3 separate regions of the Rattus norvegicus genome follow, and regions 1 and 2 are each linked to region 3. A link is a contact called in public Hi-C data. All regions are on one chromosome and are shown on one strand. Each heading gives the region's core, a stretch centred on a gene start, on an enhancer-like site or on the middle of the called end of the contact. The rest is flanking DNA. Distances are from core to core; before and after follow the strand shown. Region 1 overlaps Kif21a (kinesin family member 21A). Region 2 holds the start of Kif21a (kinesin family member 21A). Region 3 holds the start of Abcd2 (ATP binding cassette subfamily D member 2).

The links. Hi-C and Micro-C count contacts between places; a contact is called where the count stands out from the background.
Region 1: a contact with region 3 is called in a Hi-C map of Schwann cells, with 6 times the contacts expected there. The contact joins the enhancer-like site here to the promoter of Abcd2 in region 3. A contact is called at or near these places in 1 of 12 Hi-C or Micro-C datasets (Schwann cells) and 1 of 1 datasets of contacts at active chromatin or transcription factors (oligodendrocytes).
Region 2: a Hi-C map of Schwann cells shows a contact between it and region 3, with 4 times the contacts expected there. The contact joins the promoter of Kif21a here to the promoter of Abcd2 in region 3. A contact is called at or near these places in 1 of 12 Hi-C or Micro-C datasets (Schwann cells) and 1 of 1 datasets of contacts at active chromatin or transcription factors (oligodendrocytes).

The regions. Positions count from the first base shown.
Region 1 is chr7:123,993,444-123,997,825 of GRCr8, forward strand. It overlaps Kif21a (kinesin family member 21A), which reads right to left. Exons shown (of 37, transcript NM_001371538.1): 7 at 4,325-4,382; 8 at 1-144. Among named protein-coding and RNA genes, the nearest start is that of Kif21a, 63 kb to the right of the region's middle. Within about 2 kb of position 1,643, at least 5 of the 93 cell types and tissues checked have an H3K27ac peak or open chromatin away from gene starts, as enhancers often do. A contact at or near this core is called in Schwann cells, where this site is marked.
Region 2 is chr7:124,057,158-124,061,627 of GRCr8, forward strand. It overlaps Kif21a (kinesin family member 21A), which reads right to left and starts at 1,383. Exons shown (of 37, transcript NM_001371538.1): 1 at 1,187-1,383. The coding sequence starts at 1,230.
Region 3 is chr7:124,188,567-124,192,634 of GRCr8, forward strand. Abcd2 (ATP binding cassette subfamily D member 2) reads right to left here and starts at 2,636. Exons shown (of 10, transcript NM_033352.2): 1 at 1,496-2,636. The coding sequence starts at 2,434.

The sequences.
Region 1 (4,382 bases), core at 393-2,892, 200 kb before region 3:
GCATTGATTTGCTGACTGGCTCTGTCTTGATTGACCATCACCTTGTTCTTAATATTTCTAGCTCGGTTGGCGTATTTCAGAGTGTTTAGTGTCTCCATAAAATCCCGGTCTGAAGGGCTGACACACGCTATCATGATTGTTTGGCTGAAAGTGACAGATAACAATTAGTTGTAGAAACAAAAGCCAATACTGAAATGCACATTTTCAAGTTCCTGCCATTTAAATAGCATCTTCTCTTGAAGATTATTTTTTAAAAAATTGGTGTTACTAACTTACAAATCAAGTCAACTTTAAAAGCCTTCCTGATTTAAGACCATCTTAACAGAAGGCTTTTGTTTACTTAGGTAAGGCAGGAGAGAAAGGACACATACGTTCTTTGATTCATAATATCTTGACAATGTATCTCTCGATTCTATTAAACTTTTTGAGGCAGGGCACACAATAATTCCATTATCATTTTAACTATAAATATAGCACGTTGAAAAACTAATTTCGGGCTGGGGAGATGGCTCAGTGGTTAAGAGCTCTGACTGCTCTTCCAGAGGTCCTGAGTTCAATTCCCAGCAACCACATGGTGGCTCACAACCATCCGTAATGGGGTCCGATGCCGCATTCTGGTGTGTCCGAAGGCACCTACAGTGCACTCATTCATTTTATATATATATGTATGTATGTATATATATATATGTATATATATAGATATATATAGATATATATATGCACATACAAACAAAGGACCCAATTTAATGGCAATTGGTCCTAATCAGTAATCTAATTGTTTCTTTTCCCCCTGGAATCTCAACTGTGTCCTACTGGGCCTTTTTAGAAGGATGTTGTTACCAGTTGTTGAGGAAGCTGAAGCTGATGCAGGAGGATAACAAGTACAAAACAACCTGGACAACAGTGAGACCTTATCTCAAAAACACAGCAAATTGAAAGGTCAAATTCTGTATCTTCTCTCCTCTTACTAATTTTTTTTTTGAGACAGGGTCGCACTGTATGTCCCTGGATGACCTGGAACACAGCTACAGAGCCAGCCTCGAACTCACGGAGATCTACCGGCACCTGCCTCCGGAGCGCCGGCATTAACGGATGAGCTACCATACCGGCTCTCCCTCATTCCTTTGAGCATTCTGTCAGCGAACACCCCACTCGGCTGTACTTTTCCTCCTCTGCCTCTGGCACCGTTAGAACTTTTCCTCCTTATCCAGTACATGAGCACCTTCATGAATGTTTTACCTACTTCAGACACTAAATGAGAGGGCCCATCAAGTTTAGTTCTTCAAGGTACTTCCGAATACGTGACATGGTACCTGGATGCATCTTAGTTATCAAGCGTTCTGCTGTATTGTATAAAATATGCCTAAGCAAACACGATGGACACGATGGGAGAGATCGCTAAATTGAGATAACATATACCTCTCTAGCTATACCCTGATGATGAAAATACGGTAGCCAATTAAAAGGAAGAACTGATAGGATGCTGCCTAGAGAAGACGACAGTCTCAGGTGCGGTCTGCTGCACCATTCTGCAAAGCGCCGACTGCAATCCCATATTACAGACGGTAAGAAGAGAGATTGGGTGTAAGCATGCTTCAAGCCTCTGGAGCATCTGAGCCTCCTGTAAACAATGAGCTCATCTCGCTGTCGGCAGTCCAGACCAGTCCAGACTCATGCAGTGAGTCACAAATGGGGCAATCGGGGGTCAGTTACGGATAGCAGTAGTCAACTGTAAATTGGAAGGCAGGGAGGCTTGCATTTCACAAGTAGTTTGAAAAGCATTAAGATCAGGGCTTATTAAGTAGGAACTAAGAAAGTTGGGAAGTCGAGGAGCTGGCTGTCATTGAGCAAGGAAGGAAAAAATATATCCTGTGTTAAACAAAACTCAAAAGTATATGTCTCAAGAACTAGCTTGCAAGCATCAGAAAATGCTTACTTTTCATAATTCTATTTTAAAGAAGGTATCTTTAACTTAGAAGAAACAATTGGTAATATGGTAATCTATTTCTCTCGGTTATGCAGTATAGCATAGCAGAATATATGTGGAATATATATTATAATTTAGAAATATAATTGGTCTTACTCAGGTTTTATGTTTTTCAGCATTTCCAGAATTTTGAGTGCAAAATTTTTAAATTGCAATATACAGTATTATGACTAGATGCATAATTATACATCTAATATAATTATATATACATATATACATAATAAAAACAGATAAAAGCTGGTTTGTTGAAAACAAACTTTAAATTATGCACACAAATACTGATACTTAAACTTTATCCTATTTTTTCATTTATGTGTGATTTGCTCCATCTACAAAAAGAGGGGAGGACCTATTTTACTTCCCCAAATTTAATCAAAGTACAATGTTTTTGAACTAGGCACTCGATCCTGAAAGTTTAGGCAGAAATAGCGCACTAAGGTTGGAATCAGAGAGGGTCGTCTCCTCTAAGGACAACTCACTCGTCATTAGGATACGGGTAAGGAGCCACTGGCTGAACCTCTACAATCAGGCAAGCTCCCCAGTAAAAACAGCTCCGTATGCTTGCAGAGCAAGCAAGCTTTCAAGGGGATGAACATATTCAAACTATATAAATGTGCAAGGGGCAGAACACACAGCTGGCCTGCTTTGTTTCATAGTTAAAGTTATAGAACTGTAACTTTAAAGAAATAGAGGACTGAGTGAACTTGTACACACCTTTAATCCCAGCTCTTTGGAGGCCGGGCAAGTAGATCTCTATGAGCTCAAGGCCAGCCTGGTCTAACATAGGAATTTCCAGGAAAGCCAGGGCTATACAGATAGACCCTGTCTCAAAAACAAAAAAGGAAAACAAAAGAAAGAAAAGAAGAGGCTGGAGAGATGGCTCAGGGGTTAAGAGCACTGACTGCTCTTCCAGAGGTCCTGAGTTCAAGTCCCAGCAACCACATGGTGGCTCACAACCATCTGTAATGGGATCTGATGCCCTCTTCTGGCCTGCAGGCATACATACAGGCAGAATGCTGCATACATAGTAAATAAATCTTTTTTTAAAAAAAGAAAGGAAGGAAGGAAGGAAGGAAGGAAGGAAGGGAGGGAGGGAGGGACGGAGGGACGGAGGGATGGAGGGAGGGAGGGTAGAAGTAAGAAAATGTTCACTGGACTCAAAAACAATATTTTACTTCGTTATAAAACCTAGAATAATCCTGAAAATCACACAGAAAATACAAAAACCAGGTTTAAAAATATGCCACAACAAAAGCCATATTGCATGCAAACATGCAATACATTCAAAGAGAGATAAGACCATGCCAACATTACATAAAAGGAAGAAATATTTTAAAACGCTGCTGAATTAAACGCAGCTCTTTTTCTGAGGCAAACTGACTTTAAACCTAAATTCAAATTTATTCAAAAGTCTTTTTTTTAAAAATAGCTGTCCGAAAAGAGACTTAATTCCCAGATTGTCCGTTGTGTGCCCTCCACTCAATACACACGACTTTCAGACCACTAAAAGCATAAAAAGGGAAGTTTGTTGAGCATGTTCAACGTGTTGAATTGGGCTATGGATGGATTCAAATGCCAAGAACAAAGTTTCCATTTATACATCCGATGGAGCAGAAAGAGCGGGCTGTGCAGCAGAAGGAAATGTTTAACTATGGAGTCCTACAGTGCCAAGGCTTAGAAGGGAAGACCACAGAAGCCAACAGTTACTCAGCAAACGCCCCGCGTTCCGTTCAACCGACCTTTTCTGAAAACTTTCTCCACGCACAAAACAAGCTCCGATTTTAGACTCTGTGGGAACCGCCAATGATATTTAAACGACTAACTAAGGAGGCTTCACTTATTCTGAACGAAAGTCTCATGGCCTCTCCTGTGTGCCAATCTGAAGCGACACCATTGGAGAACAAACACAACAAACGTGTGTTACTGACTTCCTTCAGAAACTACGTGGTTTTGAATAAATCATCTAACTTCCCCCGAGTTTAGCTCGCTATCACTAAAATATAAATACCAGCACTACCCCCAAAGAATATTATTAGTACTACTTGAAATTATTACATATAAAATGATTTACACATTTTAGGTATCTAGGATGACTGCCACTTCTTCATCCTATTAATTTGCTTTAAAATAAAAGCAGTTCCCCACCCCCACTCCACTACCCCACCCCCACCCCCACCCTGAGCTGAGGACTGAACCCAGGGCCTTGCGCTTGCTAGGCAAGTGCTCTACCGCTGAGCTAAATCCCCAACCCCATAAAAGCGGTTCTTCCGAATCATCTTACAGATACAATTTAAAAATGATACGTAATCAAAACCTAGAACAAGGATGAATACCTACCTGTTCCCCCCAAGGGAATCCTGCAAGAGTCTTGTCAGTTTAGAGTCTCTGTAAGGGA
Region 2 (4,470 bases), core at 133-2,632, 130 kb before region 3:
AGGCCCAAAGAAAGTTAGTAGGATGAATAGGAAAAACTATCTCATCTAGTAATGGAAAAATATAGTCCAGGAAAAACAGAAAAGCGGAATCAAATTTTCAATGTTTTACAACAGGAGTGTGTAAAGAATCATAAAACTGTCATCTCTGTTCTGAGCTAATTGCATTATCTGCAAAATACAGGAATCAATATACCTTCCCATTTCTTTTTATTCCTTAAGACAATTAAAGACCCAGGACATGCAAACCTGGGCTTAATAAAGATTTGTCACTAAAATAACAATAGGAACGCTTACGTTATGTAACTTGTAGTAATTGTTCGACTAAGACGTTGACAACAGATGTTTACTAATTTATAGATTTCTCTGAAGACAGGCTACCTTTATAATCTTTAAATTGTAAATGAGTTAGCCGTATTTTATCAGAGCGATGGAAGCCATCGCTCCATTTTATCAGAGGATGAATGCTTCATTAATTTTTCAGTGTGATGATGCTGCACTTTTCCAAGAGCAACCGTCGGAGTTCTTGCGATGCATCAAAACAGCCAAATTACATCGAATATCCATGTCCCCGTCACTAACCACAACACTGTATGTAACCTAGCCAGCATTTCAAAACTCAACCCCAGGCGTGTGTGATGTCACTGTCAACATCCACGGTGCTTAACTAACCTCAGGTGGTTTCTCCCAGTCGCCCATCTAACTAACCCTCAGGCTTGCTGACGTTGCTTGCCTTCTCCGGACCTCCAGCGGGTGCAGAAGTCCCGCAACACACACCCTACCAGGTCACCTGAGAGGCCAGGTGTCGCGACGCGCGGCACCGTGGGGACCCGAGTGGGCGCGGGCCGCGCGTTTGTCACCGCGACGCTTTGTCTGCGGCTCCGAGCCCGGTGCGGCGGGGGCTGGGCCGGGGAAGGGCAGGGGACAGACACCTCGGGCCCACCTGCAGGGCGGCAGCCGCGGCGGCGACTCCTGGGGACACCGGGAGGCGCTCACCCGGAGGCCAAACGTGAGGCTCCGGTGCAGCGAGCGGCGCCCGATCCGCAGGAGTGTGGGGGTGCGGGGCGGCCGCTGCTGTTCCCGGAGAAGCCGCGATGCGACGCACCGGCCCCGGAGCGGGCAGCAGGAGAGCCCGCCCGCTCGCTCGCTCGCTCGCTCGCCTCAGCTTTCCTTCCCACCCGCAGCTCACCTGACAGCCACGCGCACCGAGCTCTCGTCCGCGGCGCCCAACATGCCTGCGGCCGCCCGGATCCCAGCACAGTGCCGAGTGTTCGGGGCAGGCGGCGGCGGTGGTGACGGCGGCGGCGGTGGCGGTGACGGTGGCGAGGGCTCACCGCCGTGCTCCAGCCATGTTGGGCGACTGAATGGAAAGGTGGCGGCGCGGAGGCGCGGGAGGGGGCGGTGACTCAGGGCGGCGCCGCCCCTTGCCCCCACTCGCCGGGCTCCGCGCTGCCCTGCGTCAGCCGTGGCCGGTCCGGTGCGCCCCGCCCCGGCGGCACCGCCAGGCGGGCGCGGCACCGCGCGGAGGCGAGCCGACCCCCTCCCCTTCCCATCCCCCGGAGGCGCGTCCCCGCAGCCACCTGCCCCTTCTGCAGCACGGACCTTGACCCCTTTCCAGACCCGGCTCTGCCCTCTGCCCGATCCCTTGGGACGTGGAACGTTTTACCCCCTCAGCCTCGTCAGTGCATTACAGTTCAGTCTTAGGAACATGCTAAGTGCCCCGGACCCTGGTACTGCCAAGCGTTTCCACAACTGCTTTCCATGGAGGCGTGCACCGTGGTAAATCCTTGCAAACGGATTTTCTTTCCCTGCTGGCCTTTCAAAAGCTCCTCCCGGGATCCCGGGATTCTGTCAACAGTGTTCCATTGTGCGTTCTGCACGTCATCTTTGTCCTTCCACATGCCTTTAGATAGCTCTGTGGAAACAGCCTTTGTTAGCTTTGCCACAGAGTATCTTTTGTGGACTGTTCCGTACATTTCTGTAAATAAACATGTGGGTTCACACAAAACAGTATAACAGATTAAATATCGCTATCCAAATAAAAGCACTGGCCCAAGCAGATAGAAGCTAAAATCACACACCTGTGTGGCCCTGATCAGAGAGTGTCCGAAGAGGCAGTGTATATTGGGTTAGGAAAAAAGTCTGAGCCTTCTATACCCATGGGAAGAAGGCCTGTGGTATTTATTCTTAGAGATATTCCTGCATGCTATTTCTTATCTTGCCACCTTTAAATCGTTACAGACACAATAAGTGGAAGGTTAAAAACAAACAAGGTCGTAGCGTCCTTCTGCGTGCCAAACTGGTAGCAAAGCTGTCCTCCGCCTTCCCCCTGGAGAGCCTGGCCTAGCCTCGATATTTATCCGCCAACATAATGGAGCCACATCCGTCCTAACTTGATAGGTCCAGGCCTGGATGGATCTGGTTTGACCACCTTGTTTCTGAGATAAATGTGCGTCACAAAGGACAAGCACAACAGAACACACTTAGCAACAAAGCGACATAAATTATTACCTTTTCGGGGGCTGGAGAGATGGCTCAGCGGTTAAGAGCACCCGGCTGCTCTTCCAGAGGTCATGAGTTCAATTCCCAGCAACCACATGGTGGCTCACAACCATCTGTAAAGAGATCCGATGCCCTCTTCTGGTGTGTCTGAAGACAGCTACAGTGTACTTATATATAATAAATAAATAAATCTTTAAAAAAAATTATTACCTTTTCAAAGTCTTCCCTTTAAATAGCAACAGTACCCATGTGTGTCAAAAAGAGATGTCACAGGACATGCTACAAGAACTGGGCAGATTATGTCTGGCCAACTCTAGTCCCAAGCCACCAGACTGAAATGTGTGGCCGAATGGCATCAGTAACATCAGAGGCTCCAGGATTCCCATTGGACACGGTTGCAGTCAAAGGCCACATAAAACTTCAGAACCCTACATGCCGAAGGTTCTAAAATTGATGGTTCATTTCGAATAATATTTGAAAATTCTTTATACGTATTATTTTCTTGTCCTTCCAATTAATAAACTCACATTAAAGAAAATCCCAAAGACAGAGCTTTTTGCCATGCAAGGGTTCATATCCTGTCCCGAACATATATTTACTGAATGCTTAAGAAGATGACTGCTATGTGCAAAAAGGGCTGGACACTAGGGATGTGGAGAATAAGCCAATGCCACGGCTACGAAGAATTTTTTTTTAAGATTTATTTATTTATTATATGTGAGTCCACTGTAGCTGTCTTCAGACATACCAGAAGAGGGCATCAGATCTCATATCAGATGGTTGTGAGCCACCATGTGGTTGCTGGAATTTGAACTCAGGACCTCTGGAAGAGCAGTCAGTGCTATTAACCACTGAGCCACCTTTCCAGCCAGGGCTACAAAGAATTAACTGTTTAGTTCTGGTGTTTGAAAGTCTGTATGTACATTAGAAATTACGATAGGCCTATAACAAGTGCTACAGAGAACGGTAAATTCTACAATTATTAAAAAGCCCAGGATGGGATCCCAGAGTCCCCTCTTGCCTCCACACTAACAGAATGACATAAGCCATTCCTGCCATCCCCAGATCTGAAACTTTCCACTGGTCACCTCACATGAAGAGCCTAAATTCTTCTAGACTTGGGCCCTTCACACTCTGGCCTCATCTTAGCTCTGCTCCTTAACCACTGCTTTCTGGTATTGTGGGTCTTCTGGTTCCCGGACACCATACCTTTGTTTGCCTTCTGGGAGTCTTTAGAGTAACGATTCCCTTTACCCAGAATGCTCTTTCCCTAAGTTTGTTCATGGCCTCATTTTGGTTTTTTGTTTGTTTGTTTGTTTGTTTGCTTGTTTTGGTTTTTTTTTTGTTTTGTTGGTTGGTTGGTTTTTTGTTTGTTGTTTTTTGTTTTTTGGGTTTTTTTTTTAATATTTCAGGATCAGTTTAAGTGTAGTTTCCCCAAAGGCCAATTTATAGATTTGCACTACTCATGCAAAACCATAATCTATACATGATAATAGTGTTAGAGATGTGAATAAAATGTCGTTGAATATAAATATGAGGCTTTTCCCCTCTAAGGACTCCTTAGTTACCACGTTCTGTTTATAAAGAAACATGGTCCCCCTATACAGTAAGATTTCTAGATTATTTCCATGAAGTTTGCTATCCGTCCTCACATCCTGCCATGCCAATTCAAATGGGAATGCAAAAAGCATTTGATGCGTGTGAAGTCATAAAAACTATACAATTCCTATTCATAAATTCACTCACAAATATGCGTTTCATTCATTCTAAAGTGAATGGTAGGAACACTGGACAAAAGTAACTCAGAAATCATGAAACCAACTTGGGGTTGGGGAGCTCCATCCCAGAAAACAAACCCAGGTCTTGGTACCTAGTACGTGCTGGGCTTGGTACATGGTGCGTGCTCTACAACTGAGGTCTTGCACTTAGTACATCTCCATTCTACTAAGTCAGGCTTGGGATGAACCAGCC
Region 3 (4,068 bases), core at 1,386-3,885:
AACATTGCCATTGGTTAAGGTTCCCTTTCATGGCGTAGCTGTATTATTTTGCTGTATTTAGTATAGCCACTGTTGATACAGCTCTACAACTAATAAGTGTAACTAGAATTAGTCGTAATTTAGCATTACTTATGAAAACACGTTATCTGGTAAATATAATATTGTTTGAAATACACAGGAGGGAGACAGAAACATAGCTCAGTGTTAGAACACTAGCCTACTGCTGATGTACATAAGGCATTGGGTATAATTCTCAACAGTGAGAGAGAGAGAGAGAGAGAGAGAGAGAGAGAGAGAGAGAGAGAGAGAGAGAATTATAATTTAATACTTTTGAGAAGTTAAAATTAAATAATATTTTTATAAATATACAAGTAAGCATTGTTAAACCTGTATCATTCTTGAAGATATGAAAATATACGAAAACAAACAAAATGTGTATAATTAGACCACTTTTGAATTGGCTCAATTTCGCTGATTTTTGTCTTTTAAGTGAACAATCTACTAATTTACACTGAGTTCAATGGTTCAAAAAATAACAAATCAGGACACAGTACACAAAGCAAATTCCAAGTAGGAATAGAGGTCCTAAATTAGTTTAGATTTTTTTCCTTTGGACTGTTTCTGCTATTGAGAAAGAAACAATGATAATTCTTGGTGCTTTAAAAGGAACATCATTCTGCTTGGTAGTTAAAAAATATTTTTAAATACTTCAGTATGTATTGCCAAACCATTGGTACTATATTTCAGATGTCCCCACCCTCAGTTTATATCATTCTGAAGCCATTATAATACACCGCAATTTTTATATAACTGGGCTAATTGTTCAACTGTTAAGGATCTGTAGCATTTAAAAATAGTGCTCCTTCCTCCTCCTGTCCCCGCTAATCTTAGTTTTTACTCCTCTCCTAGGCAAAATTTAATTATCTCTGTCAAAGTTATGTCCTTGGCATGAGCTAAAAGTAAATAAAGGAAATGCCATTTTATTAGAAACTTTTCTGCATTTCTTAATCTGCACACTTTCATTGATCAGTTCTGCAGAACTGTCTGAACCTGCAGTTATCCCCCTTGAACACAAAAGAACAACAAAGGAGACTACCCTAACATCCTCATCTCAGTCCAGAGGTTTACTCCCAGTTCCCAGATGTGCGTTTTTTACACAATGTACAGAACCCTTCACCAAGTTAGTGCTTAAGTTTTAAGAAAATGCCTTCGAGTTCATTCATTACAGTCATACTGGGAGTAACAGAGGCTGTGCAGACCACTTAAAAAAGATCAGACATTTTATTCTCGTGAAACTCCAGAAAAGTTCAGACTCTTTAACTCTCTAACGGCTGATGATTTAAAGGGCTAATGTATTTTAGCACGACTTAGCTACCAGAGGACTGTAAAATGCTCAGAAAGTGGGTCTGTCAACAAGACAACAGATGGTATCTAGCAGAGGAGTGGCTGCTTGGACAGTCTCACATTTCACCCGTTGCTTTAATGTCTGTCTTACCTTATGTCCTCTGTAGAAGGCAATTTCTTCCACATTGGCTATGATTCTGGAGTGAACATACCGCAAGTAGCCCTTTCTATGAGCTTCTTCAGCCACCAGAGTACCAAATTTGGGCGAGCAAGCTTTCAGGACTTTAGCAGTGGCATACACCACGAGCCCTGCTAACAGGGTGGGCCCGATGGGGCTTGCTCCTCTGGATGTAGCTGTCCGGATGAGGGTATAGGAGGTTAGAATTACATCTAAAATCGGTTTGGTAAGGTTGGAATACAGGTGAGCCACCGATTGCGAGAACATCATAATGTCTTCAGTAAGAGACTGGTCAGGGTTTGCCAGCCTCCCGTCCATATTTATCACCTTATAATAAGTCTGATTTGCAAAATAGGTCTCATAGGCATGGTCCACTAAGCGAGTTCTAAAGGCCAATGCCAGTTTGCACTCCAGGTACCTGATAGCGCTGTTGACAAAGGTAGCGGGGACGGCAATCATAAGCCACTTGACTAGTTTGATGATGAAAGTCCGAGGCTTCTTTTCCACGATGCTTTTCACGATTTTCCCATCCAGACCAGCCACGTAGATAGACAGAAACGTTCGTGAGATTAGAGCCACCGAGTGGAGGCAGAGCCACCCCGTTTCAGTGGTCACAAGTTTTGGAAAGAGGATTTTCCGAAGTTCTAGTAGCTGTTTGAAAAAATCTGCATTTAGTCCCGGCGCAGGTTTTTTACAGATGATCTCTGTGCAATGCAGTCTTTCTCTGTTCTCTGCAGGCGGGTAATCTTCTGCTTTCGCCTTCCGGTGGCCAGGCTGCTTTAAACGCCTGCCAAGGATGGGATAGAGGGTTTTCAGAGCATATGCCGCAGCCACCAGGCAGGCAGCCCTTTTAGCAGCACCGGATCTGGTCCATTTCACCCGATAGGCTGCTGCATTTAGCATGTGTATCATTTTTCCAGCTAACACAAATGGATTTCTCTCCAAAGAACTCCTTTTAACAGCTCATGCTCCGCGGAGAGCCCAGCAAACGTTTCAGAAAACCCCACAGCCTCCCATGCTCTGCAGCTTGTCTCCCTTACTCTTATTTTGTTCTTCAGGGACGGATGCAGCAAAAAGCTCAAACTCCACCGCATCCACCGGGGGCGAGTCCCTCAGCAGCCAGAGCTGGCCAGGCTCCACCCCCCAGGCTTCTCATTGGCTGCGTGGGCGGTGAGACCCTGGACTCCTCGCCTCTTCCCTTTGAACCTTAAAAGTGAAGAGAGAGCCAAAACAAATCCTATACTTAAACAGGAGTTCAGAGAGTTAAATATCTATTTCTGGAGAGGTCGAATAAGGTCAACTGCTGGAGAGCAAACCTTCCCTCGGAGCTACTGAGCATGCTCAGCGCCACTTAGAAACCCTCCGAAGTTTCAGAATATACATCCCGTCTCTAAGATTTCTACAAAGGCGAAGGGCAGAGGGAAGCAAGGCTCGCAGCAGCTTTAATGAGCCCAGAGAGAAAGAACCAGCTAGAGGAGGGTGGAGCCTCAAGAGGATTAACGGAACTGGCCAAGGGGAAGGAGTCGGACAAGAGAGTGATAAAAGCTAGAGCCGTAAAACAAAATAACGAACGCATATCCTTGAGAATGTTTTGTTCAGAAGATGTTGTCCCTCCACGCCTCACTCCCGCCCTTCGCCCTTGTTTCGATTTTCTCAGATCTTCGCAGAAGCTACCAGATAGGCTGCTATTGAGGGTGTCCCTTGTACATAAGCCGGAGGCGAGCTTGAGTGTTACAGAAAACAGTCACCCGCTACACCCAGAGCTCCTCCCACAGACTCCCCTGTACCATCTTGTCCTGATAATAAAATTCTTTCTGCTCCATGATCGTCATGTTTAGCAACGTTCATCTGAAACGTTAGTACTTGTTTACAAAGCGACTTAAAATCTCCCTTGTGATTTTGCTTGTGGGTAATGTCGCCCTATAATAAGAATTTAATCAGCTGGGAATTGAGCTGGAATTGGATGATGGAAAACGATTATTTTTTTAGGATGCGTTTCTTCAAGACTTTTTTTTTTCTTCAAGTTTTTCTTAAGGTTCAGAGATAATCTGCTGGCCTCTTCCTATGAACATTTTTGCTGTTTGATAAAAATCAAAAATGTTTAAAAATGGTTGGGGATTTAGCTCAGTTGGTAGAGCGCTTGCCTAGGAAGCGCAAGGCCCTGGGGACCGAACCCCAGCTCCGGAAAAAAAAAAAAAAAAAAAAAAAGAACCAAAAAAAAAAAAAAGAATGTTTAAAAATTATTCACATTCCCAGTGGAAGACTTAGCGATCAGTAGTCAAGCAAGACTTTGCATATTTAAAAAAATGAAGGCCATTTTCTGAAGCCCAGGCAAAAGTGATTTTGCATGATAGACCCTTTTTCTGCTCCCCTCTTCTGTCTTCCCAACGACTGACTTACCCTGAAGGGGAGCGTTTAGGCCAGAGCACAGTGCAGTAAGTTAGAACTGCCCGATTTTGGACTCTGACTTCATAGGTAGCAATGAATATCCTAGTAAGAGCACCAGTGGAAGGGGAAGCCCTGGGTCCTGCTAAGACTGAACCCCC